Regions from separate parts of the Mus musculus genome. Here region 2 is linked to region 1. The links are chromatin contacts, called in public Hi-C maps. All regions are on one chromosome and are shown on one strand. The core of a region is the stretch at or near the end of the contact, and the rest is flanking DNA. Distances in the headings are between cores, read along the strand shown. Region 1 has its middle 4.0 kb from the start of Gm31374. Region 2 overlaps Gm31432 (a long non-coding RNA gene).

What was found. A called contact is a pair of places that touch in the nucleus more often than the background predicts.
Region 2: a Hi-C map of the N1E-115 cell line shows a contact between it and region 1, with 5 times the contacts expected there. The contact joins two enhancer-like sites. A contact is called at or near these places in 4 of 484 Hi-C or Micro-C datasets (the N1E-115 cell line, cortical neurons, embryonic stem cells and 1 more) and 1 of 9 other capture datasets (embryonic stem cells).

What each region holds. Positions count from the first base shown.
Region 1 is chr9:46,352,178-46,355,254 of GRCm38.p6, reverse strand. No RefSeq gene overlaps it. Among named protein-coding and RNA genes, the nearest start is that of Gm31374, 4.0 kb to the right of the region's middle. Within about 2 kb of position 1,799, at least 17 of the 459 cell types and tissues checked have an H3K27ac peak or open chromatin away from gene starts, as enhancers often do. A contact at or near this core is called in the N1E-115 cell line and cortical neurons, where this site is marked.
Region 2 is chr9:46,510,339-46,513,233 of GRCm38.p6, reverse strand. All of the region lies in intron 1 of Gm31432 (a long non-coding RNA gene), which reads right to left. Among named protein-coding and RNA genes, the nearest start is that of Gm22659, 51 kb to the left of the region's middle. Within about 2 kb of position 1,338, at least 15 of the 459 cell types and tissues checked have an H3K27ac peak or open chromatin away from gene starts, as enhancers often do. A contact at or near this core is called in the N1E-115 cell line and cortical neurons, where this site is marked.

The sequences.
Region 1 (3,077 bases), core at 550-3,049:
CCTCCTCTCCTCTCTCCTCTCCTCTCACTGCTCTTCCATTTCCCTTAAAAAAAAAAAAAAAAAAGAGCAGGCTTCCCAGGGATTTCAACCAAACATGGCATAACAAGCTTCAGGAAGACCAGGCACAAACCCTCACATCAGGGCCGGGAGAAGCAACCCAGTAGGAGGAAAAGGGTCCCAAGAGCAGGTGAAAGAGCCAGAGACACCCTCATTCCCAATGTTAGGAGTCCCACAAGACCACCAGGCTAACAACCATAACATCTATGCAGAGGACTTAGAATAGACCCATGCGAGCTTCCTGATTGTTGGTTCAGTCTCTGTGAGCACCTATGAGCCCTGCTTAGCTGATATTGGGGGCCATACTCTCCTGATGTCCTTGACCCCTCTGGCTCCCAGAATTCTTCCTCCCCATCTTCTACAGGGATCCCTGAGCTCCAGGGGGAAGACCCAATGGAGATCTCTCTCTCTCTCTCTCTCTCTCTCTCTCTCTGCCTAATGTTTTACTGTAGTCTCTGCATCTGCTCCCATCAGCAGCAGGAGGAAGCCTCTCTGATGGCTGGGATAGGCAGCAATCTGTGAGAATATAAGGATATCTTAGGAATCATTTTATTGATTTTTTTTTTCTATCCTAGGTCTGTGAGCTCTCCAGCCTCTGGTCCCAAGTCACCAGGCAGTGTTGGGCACGGGTTCCCTCTCATTGTCAGGACCTCAAATTAGACCAGTCATGGGTTGGCCACTCTACAAAGCCTTTTAACCTTTGAAATTCTCACTGATTTTTTTCTTAATGGCAGTAAAATAAGTGTTATACATAAGTGTTAAACCCACACCACCATGGGTTTAAATATCTTTAAGATCTTTCTTCCTTTACTTGGAATTGAAGAATTTCGGCAGTAATAGACTACAAAGAATAGAGGAACCAGAAACATTCCCAGAGCAAAGGACTTCAGTCAGCCTCAACACCCTTATCTCTTATCCCTCCCTGAGTCCTCTGCCCTCTAGAAGAGAGAAACATAAGCCTGCGTTGCCCTCTAGTGGCTGTGATGATAATTACAGCCAATACCTTTGTTTCAGTACCTTCTACAGGTACTAGACAGGCACTAGACCCTGAGAATCCAAGGCTCTGCCCACAGCTGGAGCTGAGGCTGGACACTGTGGCCAACGGCCAAACCACACCCCACCACTGACAGGGTGTCAGAATCAGATCTCCTGAATGCATAGCTCAGCTGATAGTGATTACATATCATGGTCAAAGTCCTCACTCTGATTCCTAGCATCAGATAAAACCAGGCACGGTCACACAAGCCTATATAATTCCAGCACTAGGAAAATAAAGGCAGGAAGATCAGAAGTTCAAGGCTATCTTCAAGTACGTAGTGAGTTAGAGGCCAGCCTGGGCTACACGAAACTCTTTATACAGGGGTAAGATCACTTCTATCCTCAATAAGAGCCCCCACCCCCCACAGACACACACCCGACTTCTCCTTTGGACCTAAGAAACTCTGTGTCAGTCCCAGAACAGGACAAGTTACTTCCTTGAAATATCAGATCTGGAGGAAGCCAGAGATGGCAGATGGCATGCAAGCCTGGAACTGGGGAGGGAGGTGGCTCCTCACAGTTCCATCAGCTCTGCAAGTCGAGGCAGTGTGGAGTCACAGGCAGTCCCTCTCCAGTGAAGGCAGCCGGGCCTCCCCTCCACCATTCTTACTTCAGAAGCTAGCTGAACCAGTGGGCCCTCCCCCAGCCCCCAAGGCCGGAGTGCATTAGCAGCCTGCAGGCTGTCAGGAGCAGTTGCAGATGCCCCATTTATATTCCTAAGTAGAGGACTTGTTAATATGGAGCCTGCCTCTGGGGAAATGGGAATGTGCGGGGTGAGAGATGACAAATCACAGCCCGGCAGCCAGGCTGAGAGCACTAATACCCATTTACATCTTACTCATTAGCCCTCACTGGCCAGCGAGCCTTGGCTACCATGGGGCTAAGGGCTGGCCTCCAGGAGCCCCTTTTGGCTCTGAGAAACTCAGGCACTGGTGGTAGGTGGCAGGGTGACCTCTTCTGCCAGCAGGTCACTAAAAGGCCCATGCAAAAGACAACCAAAGTCCCAGCTCAGCCCCACAAAATAGACAAGAGTGAGTCCCAAACCAGACCTTATTCCTTGGGACACAACTCATGCCGCCCCCCACCCTGCACCCCCACCTCCGAATCTCAGATGAAAGAATTAAAGGTCGGAACACCTCCAGTTCATTTTGGCCACACCTAGCCTCCACATGGAAAGGATCTGCCAGTCATTGGACTATGACAGTGTCAAGAGACCCCACTCCCCTACCCACACCCCTAAGCTCACACACAACCACACAGCACAGCCTGCAGGCAGGGCAGGCCCTGGGCTGGGCTGCCTGGACAGTACTTCCTCGCGTGTCTAGAGCCTGGTCCCCAACAGAGCAAGTGTGCAGCTTGAGTAATGGCGGGCACAGATCCACCCGAATCCTGATAAGGGAGAATAATAACTTGTCAAAGATATATATGATATGTGTTTGCTTTCCCGACGGAATATCTATGGGGCTAATTCATCAAGCCGGCGGGCTGGCTGGAGACCCAGGGAGGAAAGCCGGGAGGGAGAAGCACGTGATCGCTAGTACCCCAGTGGAAAGCTGGGAACCCGGGCAGCCTGCGTGGGCCACTGGAAGCTCACCAGGGCCCTGGCAAGCCCTGAAACTGACTGTCCTGGGATTCACCTGACGGTGTCCGTGTGACGCTCCCGGTTTGGGGACCTGGAAGGTGAGCAGATAGAGTGACCCCTTTCCTGGAAGAGAATCAGCCAGACCTCTGTCTCCTCCCACTGCCTTGGGCCTTCCCCCTGTACTCTGAAAGACAGGGTGACAGGAGTACATTCCAAGAATGCTAGAGTGAAGGAAAAAAGAAACGTAAAAAGCGGAAAAAGCACTTGACTCACAGAAGATCCCACCTGCTGCCGACCCACGGCGGGCGGGGCTTTCTGTCTGTTCCTTAGTGATGCCTGATAGACAGCTCCCCCAACCCAGTCTCTGCCTTCCTCCTTTTTGTCACAGTAATAAAAATAA
Region 2 (2,895 bases), core at 89-2,588, 160 kb before region 1:
GTCCTGCTGTCATGGCCTCCACCACCCCTACCCTCATCCGCACCCCATGCCATTTCCCTGACCAAACACCTGGCCACACTCATCAAATGGCTTTTACTATATGTGGAAATGCTCCTGGTACACTATCACCAAGCAGGTGACACAACAGTGTTGCTGCATGAAGCTTCTGTTAAAGGACAGAGATGCAGAGACCACGAGAAAGGGAAGGACAAGGTGAATACCTCAAATGTTAATAATGGTTGCTTCTGGAACATAGAATATGAATGATTTTTTTCCTTTGTGCTTTTCTGTATTTCCCAAAATTTTTACCATGAATATGTATTGCTTTTGTAATCAGAGGAAAGGACAGCACATGGTAATTTTTAAAAGCCTTTGTTGGGCTGCCTGCCCACTTGGGCTTGTAGCTTTTGTGGATCCCACACAGAAAATTATAGAGTCCTGTCTCCTCTAAACTCATCTCAAATACAGGGACAGAGCTGTCCAAAGAGTCCAAGACAATCTTGGGGAGTACAGAACAGCCTTTGACCTCAGAGCAGTCCTGAATGGATGGCCTGCTCAGGATGGAAAAAGACAAGGACATGAGGTAAGCGTGTTTGGAAACCTGGGGTCACCCTCATCTTGCCCCCCATTCTCTAGAAGGCCTTCAATCTTCCCAAAGTGGAGAGAGAGAAAAGCACTTATGCTAAGTACAAGAAGTTAGTCAGCCTCGTGGACAAGGTTAAGAAAAGCTAGTGGGGGGAGGGATGGGGCGGGGCACCACAAGTGGCAGGGTTCAGCTCCACCCTGCCCTCTCTCCCTGCTGATGTCACCACGTGTTTGAGGGCCAAGTCCCGTGATAGAAATGTGCTTGGTAAAGGAACTGGGAAGAGTTCAAAAGATGGAGAGGAGATGGAAAGACATTATCTTGATTTGGATCTCTGGTACAAACACTGGCATATCCTGGGGTTCCAGTGCCAGCCATTTCTTCCCCAGGAGGAAAAGCATCATGGGTCCTGATGACAGTCCCAGCTAAGCATGCTGCTTCTAAGGCAGTGCCAAGCAAGGGTGGTGATAACATCCCTTTGCACTGTTCCTCAGAAGATAAGGTCCAGGCACTGCCTCTGTCTGTGCAGAAGAGATGAAAGTTCTAACCCCCATGCAGCCTGCTCAAGAGCATGTGGGCAATTATCCTACGATTGGACAGGAGAAGGCAACTGAGGGTCAGAGGAAAAAGCAGCAGTGAGCCCATGGACATAGTATATCCAGAACTGCAGCCAGGGGTCCAGACTCCACAGTCAGGTGTATCCCCAAACCAGCAGTTACTTGCAGGAGTTCACTCGCTTTTCAGACAAGGCCAGGCACGTCTAGGGTAGGATGGCTGTAGACTCGCACATTCCTCAGATCTCCAGGGTGCTCTTCCCAGGACAGGGAGGTGGACTGGGTTTTGAAATTGTGTGTCTGAGATCCCACAGCACCCTTCTCTGCTCATGCCAGTGGGCCAAACTCCTCATCCTAGCCCCCAAAGCCTGCAAGTCTGAGAAGCCAGGTCTCCGCCCCGACACAGCTTCACTGCTTCCAAGTCACCCCACCTGATCACACCATGCCCACTCCTTTAAAATCCAAGGCTCTGAAGGAGAGATCCCTGATCAGGGCACGTGGGTCCTGCTTGTCTACCAGCACAATAGGATAACTCTGAGAACGTTCTCCAGGATGCTTCCCCGAGCATGGAGCACACTTTTGTGAAAATTAGAACAGGGTGCCCTCTCCTGGCGGATGAATTAGAACACAAAGCCCCTCTGCCCAGGCTATGGGGGTGGACCTTGGTCCCAAGATTTCAGCCCCTCACTTGGCTCAGGGAAAGGGTCTCTTGTGCTGGGGATACAATGGGATTCCTGCACAAAGACCCAGAGGCTGCTGCTTAATCCTGCCTATCTCCAGCATTCACACACTGTCTCTCAAGCCTGGTCCTTGTTCTTGCTGATCAGGAAGCCTCTGTCCCCTGGCCTCCAACTCTGTCACTGGTCTGGGTTAGATTCCCCCCCCCCCGCAACCCCCCTCCCGTACTCTGATGGTGATGAGGTCTCATTCCCCTGGGGAACTAGAGCACTTTCCCACCCCCAGGAACCCCCCTCGGAGAGCTTCCTTTACTCTCTATTTTTAGTTTCTTGATTGCAAGTGAGAAGTCAGAATCAGAGAATGCTGGGAAACTGTAGCAATAACCAACCCAGCAAAGTGGGTAGCCATGTGGGGAGGGTCAAGGGGGTCCGAGAGGCAGAGATGGCAGCCAGGGTACCCAGGCTATAACTGGGGTGGATAAAGAGGGCAGAAGATGGGCGAGGCATCCTGTCTACGGGCCAGTGGCCAGGGACAGCTAAAATCAAGCCAAAGGGCCACTCCGGACCATCTAGTACAATCCCCTCTCTCCCAGGGAGGAAACTGAGTCACACAGCTAGGGAGGCAGTGAGTGGCTCTGTTTCTGAAGCTTTGTTTTGATATGTATGCAAATTGGGGCTGAGAAATGGGCACTCCCCACCGAACCACAGTCACATCGAAGTACACCTTACCTCTGTATCCAAACCTGAGCTCAAACACCAGGCACAGGCCAGATTCATCAGGCTGCCCACCAGGCTGGGCTGCTCTCAAGCCCTTCTCAGAGAAGAAATGGCTTTGCCTCCACCAAATGCATCCTCTCCCTCCTGGAGACAGGAGCGCTTCCCCGATGTGGCAGGGCACTCCCTGAAAGAATGAACTTCGGTGCAATTGGCAGTTATTGCTGGCAGTTTATCAGTATTAACTGATTAGGCCTGAGATGATGGATCCCCTGTCTCAAAAAGCCCTCTGCCCTGCGCTGCCCCCAGGGGCAGCCCATGCAACCTGGCTGCTCCAAGCTGCCTGGGGGCTAGCCTTCACTCAGCT